2 separate regions of the Urocitellus parryii genome follow, and region 2 is linked to region 1. The links are chromatin contacts, called in public Hi-C maps. All regions are on one chromosome and are shown on one strand. The core of a region is the stretch at or near the end of the contact, and the rest is flanking DNA. Distances in the headings are between cores, read along the strand shown. Region 1 holds the start of Ndfip2 (Nedd4 family interacting protein 2). Region 2 holds the start of Spry2 (sprouty RTK signaling antagonist 2).

Region 1 (3,832 bases), core at 587-3,086:
AGAACACAAGCACATATAAAACTTAATTCTACATAATTTCAGCACTTACTACATCAGCCTGATCAAACATAAATGAGTAGGAATCTAATTTTATTTTGCTACCATTGGCTGTTTTGATCACTGATAGACAATTCCAATTGGGTTGATAATGTGAGTGTGAGTACTTATGTCAATGATTTCAATAAAATGTCATACTTGTTGTCTTAGATTCTAAAATATATTACAGTAGATTATTACAAAGCAAGTTTTAAGAATGATATCATTGCCTTTCATTACTGTTATCTTAGTAATGCTCTTGACTACCAGATGTGTCAACATAGCAAAACCAGGTAGAGCTGATGAATTCTTTGGGGGAAAAAGCTATCAGGAAGGCTTAAACTTTTTAGCTGATGATATTTCAGTGAATTTCCCTCTTTATTGTATCATGATATTTAAACAAGTTGGTTAGGCTCATCCATTGACCTTCCAGGAATCTCCTCTTATTCATGAGGAAAGTAAAGTGAGTGCTGTTCCAGACACTTCTCTATCCTCTTCTTAATAGGCTCTTCTATAATATCACTTAGGATGAAAGGGTTCAATTATCTTAAAAGATAGCTGGGCCTGATCATGTGGGATCACATATTATTTAGTTTACAGGGTACAAAAAGCAGGCCTTTGGATTAAAAAGTACTTTTTGCTGCTCCATTAGACTCTTCTACTTGCTAGAGAAACATGCTTTGTGTTCCGGGTGAGAGATGCATATATCATCTGTGCTTAATCAGACACTAACAGAGTATTATTATAATAGTCCAGAGTAATTCCTTACAGTTAAATTCCTAGGAATTATTGATAATAACCACAAAATTTCCTACCTTATTTCATTATTTTCTTTTCTCCTTCTCACTCATAACCCCAAAACGCTAGAGGCCTGTTTCCTTGAGAGATATATGAATATGTCTGTGTATTCCTTACTACCAAGAACAAAAAAAAAAAAAAAAAAGGATTTAAACAAGTATTCCACACAGAATTTTAAGGCAGTGAAAGTATTTTCTATGATACTATAGTGGCTATTACACATTTATTCAAACCCCTAGAAAGTACACCACCCAAAATGAAAACCTTTATGCAAACTATGGACTTTGGGTGATAATGGTGTGTCAATATGGGTTCATCAATTGTAACAAATGTTCAGCGTTAATAACATTTTGCCCTAGTGCGGCAGGCTTTGTAGTGGGTACAAGAGGTATATAAGATATCACTATGCTTTTCTTTAAATTTTATTGTGAACCTAAGTTGCTCTAAAAATAATCTTTTAAAAAAACTTTTTTTTTGTACTAAGGATTGAACCCAGGAATGCTTTAATATTGAGCTACTTTGCCAGTCTTTTTAATTTTTTAAAAATTTGAGACAGGGTAAGTCTTGCTAAGTTGCTGAGGTTGGCCTTGAAATTGCAATTCTCCTATCGCAGCCTCTGGAGTTGCTAGGATTACAGGCGTCGCCACCAAGTCTGACTCCATGATGAAGCTGAACGACCGTTTTAGGAATGCCCTGGAGATGGATTGCCTTGCAGTGTCCTAAGGCTGGATGAATAACAACAGGAAACGGCCCTCAGGTGTTGTAAGAACGCGTCCTCTTTCCTCGCGATATCCGCCGCTCTGCAGTGCACTTGCTCGTTCCTGCGCAAAACCCGTGTACACAGAAAAATCCAATCAAGGACGTCGGATTTTTTTTTTTTCTTTCCCAGTTCCTTTTGTCACCTCCCACTCCCGACAGACTGACAACCTACACTGCTTCCCTGAACTTCCCCTATTTTCCCATCTCCTCCCACCCAGCCGTACCCTCTGAGCCACAGAGCGGATGGAACACCGGAGGAGCCAGCGAGCATGCGCGACCGTCCCGAGCATGCTCAGTAACGCACGCGACGCCCCGGAGCTTCTCCAGCGAACCGCGCGCGACGCGGAGATCTCCGCGGCTACTGCGGGAGCTACAGGAAGTGAAGCGTCCCCGCCGGGCGACCGCGGCGGCAGAAACCCAGGCGGAAGCGGCGCTGCGGCAACGACGTCGACGACGGGGGAGGCCGAGGGAGCTGAGCGCGGAGGGGACTTGTCCGCTCGGAAGCCGGATCCCGAGCCGGGCAGGATGGATCATCACCAGCTGGGGACTGGCCGCTACCAGGTGGTGAGTTCCCGGCCTCCTGGGACCTCGGGACTGACGCCCACTGTGGCCCCTGAATCCCTTTCCTCAGGTTATTCTTCGGGAGGACGTTCTAGTTAATTATTATTATTTTGGACCGCTGGCTTGGGCTTTTTCCCTCACACCTCTTCAGTTGGATTTCTGCTTGTGACTCTACTCAAGACCCTTCCCTCTTGTTCCATGTCTCCTCTTGGTCCCCTCATCCGCAACATATTCCACCCTGTAAGACAATCTTCCCACCGACACCGTAGAACTCATTTATTTCTCCTTATTCCCTGTCTCAGTCTCTCCCGAGACTGCCCAGGCGATTTTCATCTGGAAGCAGCTAAGTTCACATACCTGCCAGGAAGGTGGTCGCCGTCATAAATGGGGTGGGTGGGGGAGGTGTAAGTACTATGTACTAGGTTGGCTGCAGATTTGGTAAAATTGCGGGTTAGGAATTGTGGAACTGTGGAGAATAGCTTTAGTGCTGGCCTTGCCTGCTCTCGTTAACCTTGTCATTTTGTCCTTTCCCATTAAGTTAGTTATTAAAAGTGATTATATTCATTCCCCCCCTTCATTTCCACATGCATTTTTTTGGAGGAGGGGTACAAGGAGCAGAAATGTTTTATTTGAAAAAATTCTGATCTTGTTTGAAAAATTGATTTTCACTAAACACAAGGTTTTGCGGTTTCAACTATATAAATCTCTGTTACTTTAAATGTGTGAAATGTGTTGTTTGTTACTTTTTGTCAGTTTTCCTGTATTTTTCCTTTGTATATTAATTCTGATGATGTCATTGGAAATTTTTATTGTAAATCTTATTTAAAAGTGTACTCAATAATAAATGACAGTTCTGTTGCAGCTTGGTAGCATGTTAGTCTATAAACTTTGAGATGATAATTTAGTTTAAACCTGTTTACTGAGGAAAAGGAGAAAAATGTTAATACCTATTGGTAATGATGCAGTTTATAGATTATAAAATTTTACAAATGTAGATTAGTTAATTCCATTATTTCATTCATTTTTTTAAATAATTTGCATATTATTGTGAATTAAGAATTTCTATTAATAAATGCATCTTGACACATGAAGAGTACTGAAAGATGACATCTCAAGGTATGTAATTTTTCATTTTTCTACGGAAGAACTCACTGTATTTCAGTTGTCAACTCCTGTCTACCTCCTGTAAAACCTACAAATAAATCAAGTTAAGAAATTTCTGGAAATTTATCAGTATTTCCGAAATGATTTGGGAAATACTGGTGCTAGAATAGAGGGTGTCTTTCAATTTGTCAGTGTATACACTTTTGGTGGTTTTACTTTTTCTAAAGTAAATTACTTATTTTTGTAAACATTAGCAAAAGTAAAATGCAATAGATAAATGTTGGAATAATATTAGCAGTGGTACCTTTTTCATTTTTCTTATCTTTCTGTTCTGTTTGTTTTTCTTAATGGTATGAAGTGATTTAAATTCTTTCTTTTTGGGTGAATTTGCTTATTGGGATCAACAGTGTTCTCATACATAAGTCACTAATCAAAACAATTTTAATTGATGTAGCTGCACTTTAAATAATTTATTGTTACATTTGCTTTCAGTAGGTATTACCAGTTGAGACTATTTTTCAAAATTCCTGCTGCCAAAATTTTGAAATCTGCTTTCACGTTTAAAAAAATTTTT
Region 2 (3,832 bases), core at 576-3,075, 690 kb after region 1:
AAGAGGGAGCCAACCTCAACGCCCCCACCCCGCAAAGGTCACGCAGCAGACCAGACGGCGTTTCGGTAAAGGCCCTCCAATGTCCCGCACAGGTTTCCAAACCTGATGTCCGGAGGAATAAAGCCCGGCCTCACAGTCCGGACACAGCTCAACCCCGCGCGCACAGCGACTCCATGGTGCACTGACCGGAGTGAACACTGCCTGTAATCTGCACACGCCTATGTCCTTTAAGATTGAGAAAAAACCCAACATGTTATTTCTTAAAGTGGAAAAAAAAAAAAAGGCTGTTTCCAGAGCTCCACTGCACACGCCAGGATTGCTGGACCCAGATCCCTGGGTTGAAAACTTTCAGCACAGACTGGCTTGCAATGAAAAGTAGCATCTTTGAAAGGAGAAAAATGATTTCTGCCGATCCCTGGCCTCCTTCTTAATAGCCCCCACCCCACCGCACTCTCTCAGTTCCTCCCTCCCCTTTGAAAGTGCTTTGAAACCCCCATTAAGACCAGTGTGTGATCAGACTGAGGATTAGGAGGAAAGGACTTCAGCACTAGGGTGGGGCAAACCAACACAGAAACCGCTTTGTAAAAAACGCACAAGATTCAAATTAAAAATAACAGCAACAAGACAGAAGGGGCGAACCCCCCTCCCCCCCAAAAAAGGCATTAAAAAAACTATCCTCTTTTGCCACCTACTTTCAGGTAATGGAAAACAATCGCGACCACTTGATGACTTCCTTCCTGTGCTGGGTCAGAACAGGCGTCCAAAAATAAAAAATAAAAAGCATGACCTAGGCCGACCAAGAACGGAAAAAAGAGAAAGCTGCATTTCCGAACCGCAGAGACCTGGCGCCAGGCTGGGCTAAGTTCCCACCCGCACTGGGCTAGACTCTGGCCACACCGGGCAGAGGAGGGGGCTCCTCCCGCCCGGCACACTGGCCTTTTTTCACTCGAAGGGTCTCCGGCTCCAGTGAGGTTAGCAATCCAGCCACCCTGCTCCACCGGGGCCCCCGCCTCTGGGTACGCTCGCCCCGAAAGAACTTTGCCTTCCATTCAGGAGGAACAGGTTAGAAACGAGAGCGCCAGCAAAAGCGACCTGGGAAACACAAAAGTGTTTCCCCTGGGTCTCCCGCTCTCAGCGCCGATTCGTAGCCCAAGCTGGGCTGGGAGCAGAATTCAGGCGAGCCGTCCTCTGCTCCAAACCCCCTAGAGTGCGGGTGCGCGAGGTCGTGGGACGCTGCACTGGCGCACATTGCAGCCCCGCCAAGGCAGGCCGAGCCCGTACCCTGGGAGAGGTAGATCGGCGGTCAACTCCCTGGATCCTCGCGGAAACCCTGCGGGATTAGGGGAGAGACGGACCCCCACTCCCGCCCGACTGCACCTACTCCATGTTGCCCACAACGCACTGCCGGCCACGGCTCCAAGAAGAGCCAAACGCGCCTCACCGTAATCGCGGCTTTGCACCAACCCCTCTCCCTTGGGTTTTCTTTCAGCGATGTGCAAATAAATCCAGCCCCGACGCAAACTTTTCCCCTTCTTGCCACTCAGCTTCAGTTCAACTTCCGAGCAATCGGCGGAGAAAAATCGAGAGGAAAAATTCGGAGCCAAGTCCCCCGCCGACGAACACTCCGGAGTTCGGGGCTGGAGACGACCCCCCTTCCAGAAGCGCACGCGGAGTATTTCCTCTTTTTCTCAATGAACAAGAGGCCGAAGCGGCAACAGCGAATCTCTTTTCCTGGCAGATTAGCGAATGAGAAAAGAAATGGCCTTACAAAGAATCTAAAGCCAGAACGCCAAGTCTTGCGGCTCCGTCCGCGTCTGAACGGAGGCGGCGCGGAGCCGGGAGCCGGGCCGGGCGGGCGCGGGGGCCTGGGCGCTGCGCGCTCCGCCGGCCCCTCTCCTCCGCTCGCGCTGCGGCGCGCAGCTCTCGGCAGTGCAGACTGGGCGTTGTGGAGGCGCGGCAGCGAGGCCGAGGCGGGGGCGGTGGGTGCGGAGGAGGAGGAGGAGGAGGAGGAGGAGGAGGAGGAGGAGGAAGAGGAGGAGGGCTTGGGGCCCGGCCGGGGGGGCTCGCCGTTGGCCTGCGCCCTCGCCTTTCCGGAGGAGGCAGGGAGCTCTGCGGCGGCCGCGGCAGCAGTAAATGGCGTCATGTGGATCCGAGGCGGAACAGAGCAGTTGTTGTCCCAGAGGATATATCGCATCCGGTCCCAGCTCATTGGCTCCGCGGGGCTACATTCACTCACACTCCAGCGCCCGCCAGCGCTCCGAGCCGCAGGAGGCATTCAAAAGGGCAACCGCGCCGCCCCGCGCGTCCCCAGGCCAGTCCTGCCGCCCCGGCTCCGTCACGCGGGGCGCCGGCGGGGCCGGACTGGGCACGGCGGGGTCAGTTTATCTAGTTTCAAGGAAACACTGACCTTAAGGTTTCCCTAGGGGCCATGTGGACGAGCTATAGGTTTGGGTTGATTTATGGAACTTTCTCCTTGTTACCAGGAAAGGGGAATGAACATTTAAAACTAATCGGGGCCATTCAGTGTTACCATTAAAAACAACAAGTTGCAGGCTTTAAGACTTTATCCAGAATCCACTTCAAGTTTACCTCTCGCCTAGTCTGTACCCTCTCTCCTAGGGGGCGATGGGGGGGCACAAGAGGGAGGGAAAGGGGAGCGGGAAGTGAGGTGGGAGGGCTATTGGTTTATTCTTTGTCTACTGGATTAACCCGATTATACACCAGGCACCAGCACAAACCGCCTCCCCCACCTCCGAGCCTTGTACGGGAGGAACGGAATGCAGATTCGAGTTTCAAATCTTTTCTGCTCTTGCTGGGATTTGCTTTTGATTGTGTCGACTTGTAGTTTCTCGGCTTGGCTTATTTGAATTTTACTTTTTAAGGGGAATTATCTATAGAGGCTTTTTATAGATAGCTTTTTGTTGTTGTTGTTTGTTCGATGCAGTAGCCGAAGCCTTTTAAATGAATTCAGTAATACATAATTACTCAGGGCGACATCATGGACTCCCGAAATGGGGCGCAGGGTGGGGACGCTTACTATTCCACTGCTTAATCAGGAGAGTCAGCTTTAATTTCCCACTCTTTGTCACCTAGAACATTTCTCAAGAAGCTTCCTTTGTCCACGTTGAAGGTGGACTTAATTTCCACACTTAAAAATTATATATAAGTAGAAAATACACAGGCACTGCTCCAGCTGCTGCTCCACGTGCCTGCGCGTTAGTGGGAAACTAAAACGCACGGGGCGCGCGCGCGAGCGCGCGTGTACACACACACCCCTACTGTTGTATTCTGTAGATTTTACAGAATGCTTTTACTTTATAGGGAAGTACCTGCTTGTAAATTCAACATTCCCGAGTGGCACCTGCGGGATCTTGCCCCATGCGGGGTTACAGTTCTTGAAAACTGCTAGGAAAATATGGTGCTTGATTCCTGCAGCTCGAGCCCAGTTGCATTCTCAGCTATCCTGGCACCAGCTGCCTTCTTCCGACGTCTTGCTCTAGAATGTCCCAGGCGCGTTCCCTGCCTCTCGCTTTCGCCCTTCCCTCTCCATGTTTCTCTAACACTCTCCTCCTTTCGCCTGAGGTTTGGAACTACAGATGGTAGGGGAAGTGGCATGCGTTATTTCCGGGTGCTGGCCTAAATCCTCCCACCCCTCGGGTGAAGGTGGATGAGGCCATGTCGACCGGCTCTGCCAGGATCCGGGGGCTGCCGGCACTGGACAGCTGGGCCTCTACGGCTGCAGCCACTCGCCCAACGTCCGAAGCCTTTGAGCTTCTAGCGAACGCAGGCGCTGCTGCGCTGAAAGGCCCATCTAGCCACTAGGGGGCGCCAG

Evidence for each region. Hi-C and Micro-C count contacts between places; a contact is called where the count stands out from the background.
Region 2: a contact with region 1 is called in a Hi-C map of muscle, with 6 times the contacts expected there. The contact joins the promoter of Spry2 here to the promoter of Ndfip2 in region 1. A contact is called at or near these places in 2 of 2 Hi-C or Micro-C datasets (liver and muscle).

What each region holds. Positions count from the first base shown.
Region 1 is chr2:71,253,724-71,257,555 of mUroPar1.hap1, forward strand. It overlaps Ndfip2 (Nedd4 family interacting protein 2), which reads left to right and starts at 1,837. Exons shown (of 8, transcript XM_026400263.2): 1 at 1,837-2,157. The coding sequence starts at 1,837.
Region 2 is chr2:71,940,941-71,944,772 of mUroPar1.hap1, forward strand. Spry2 (sprouty RTK signaling antagonist 2) reads right to left here and starts at 1,826. Exons shown (of 2, transcript XM_026400265.2): 1 at 1,442-1,826.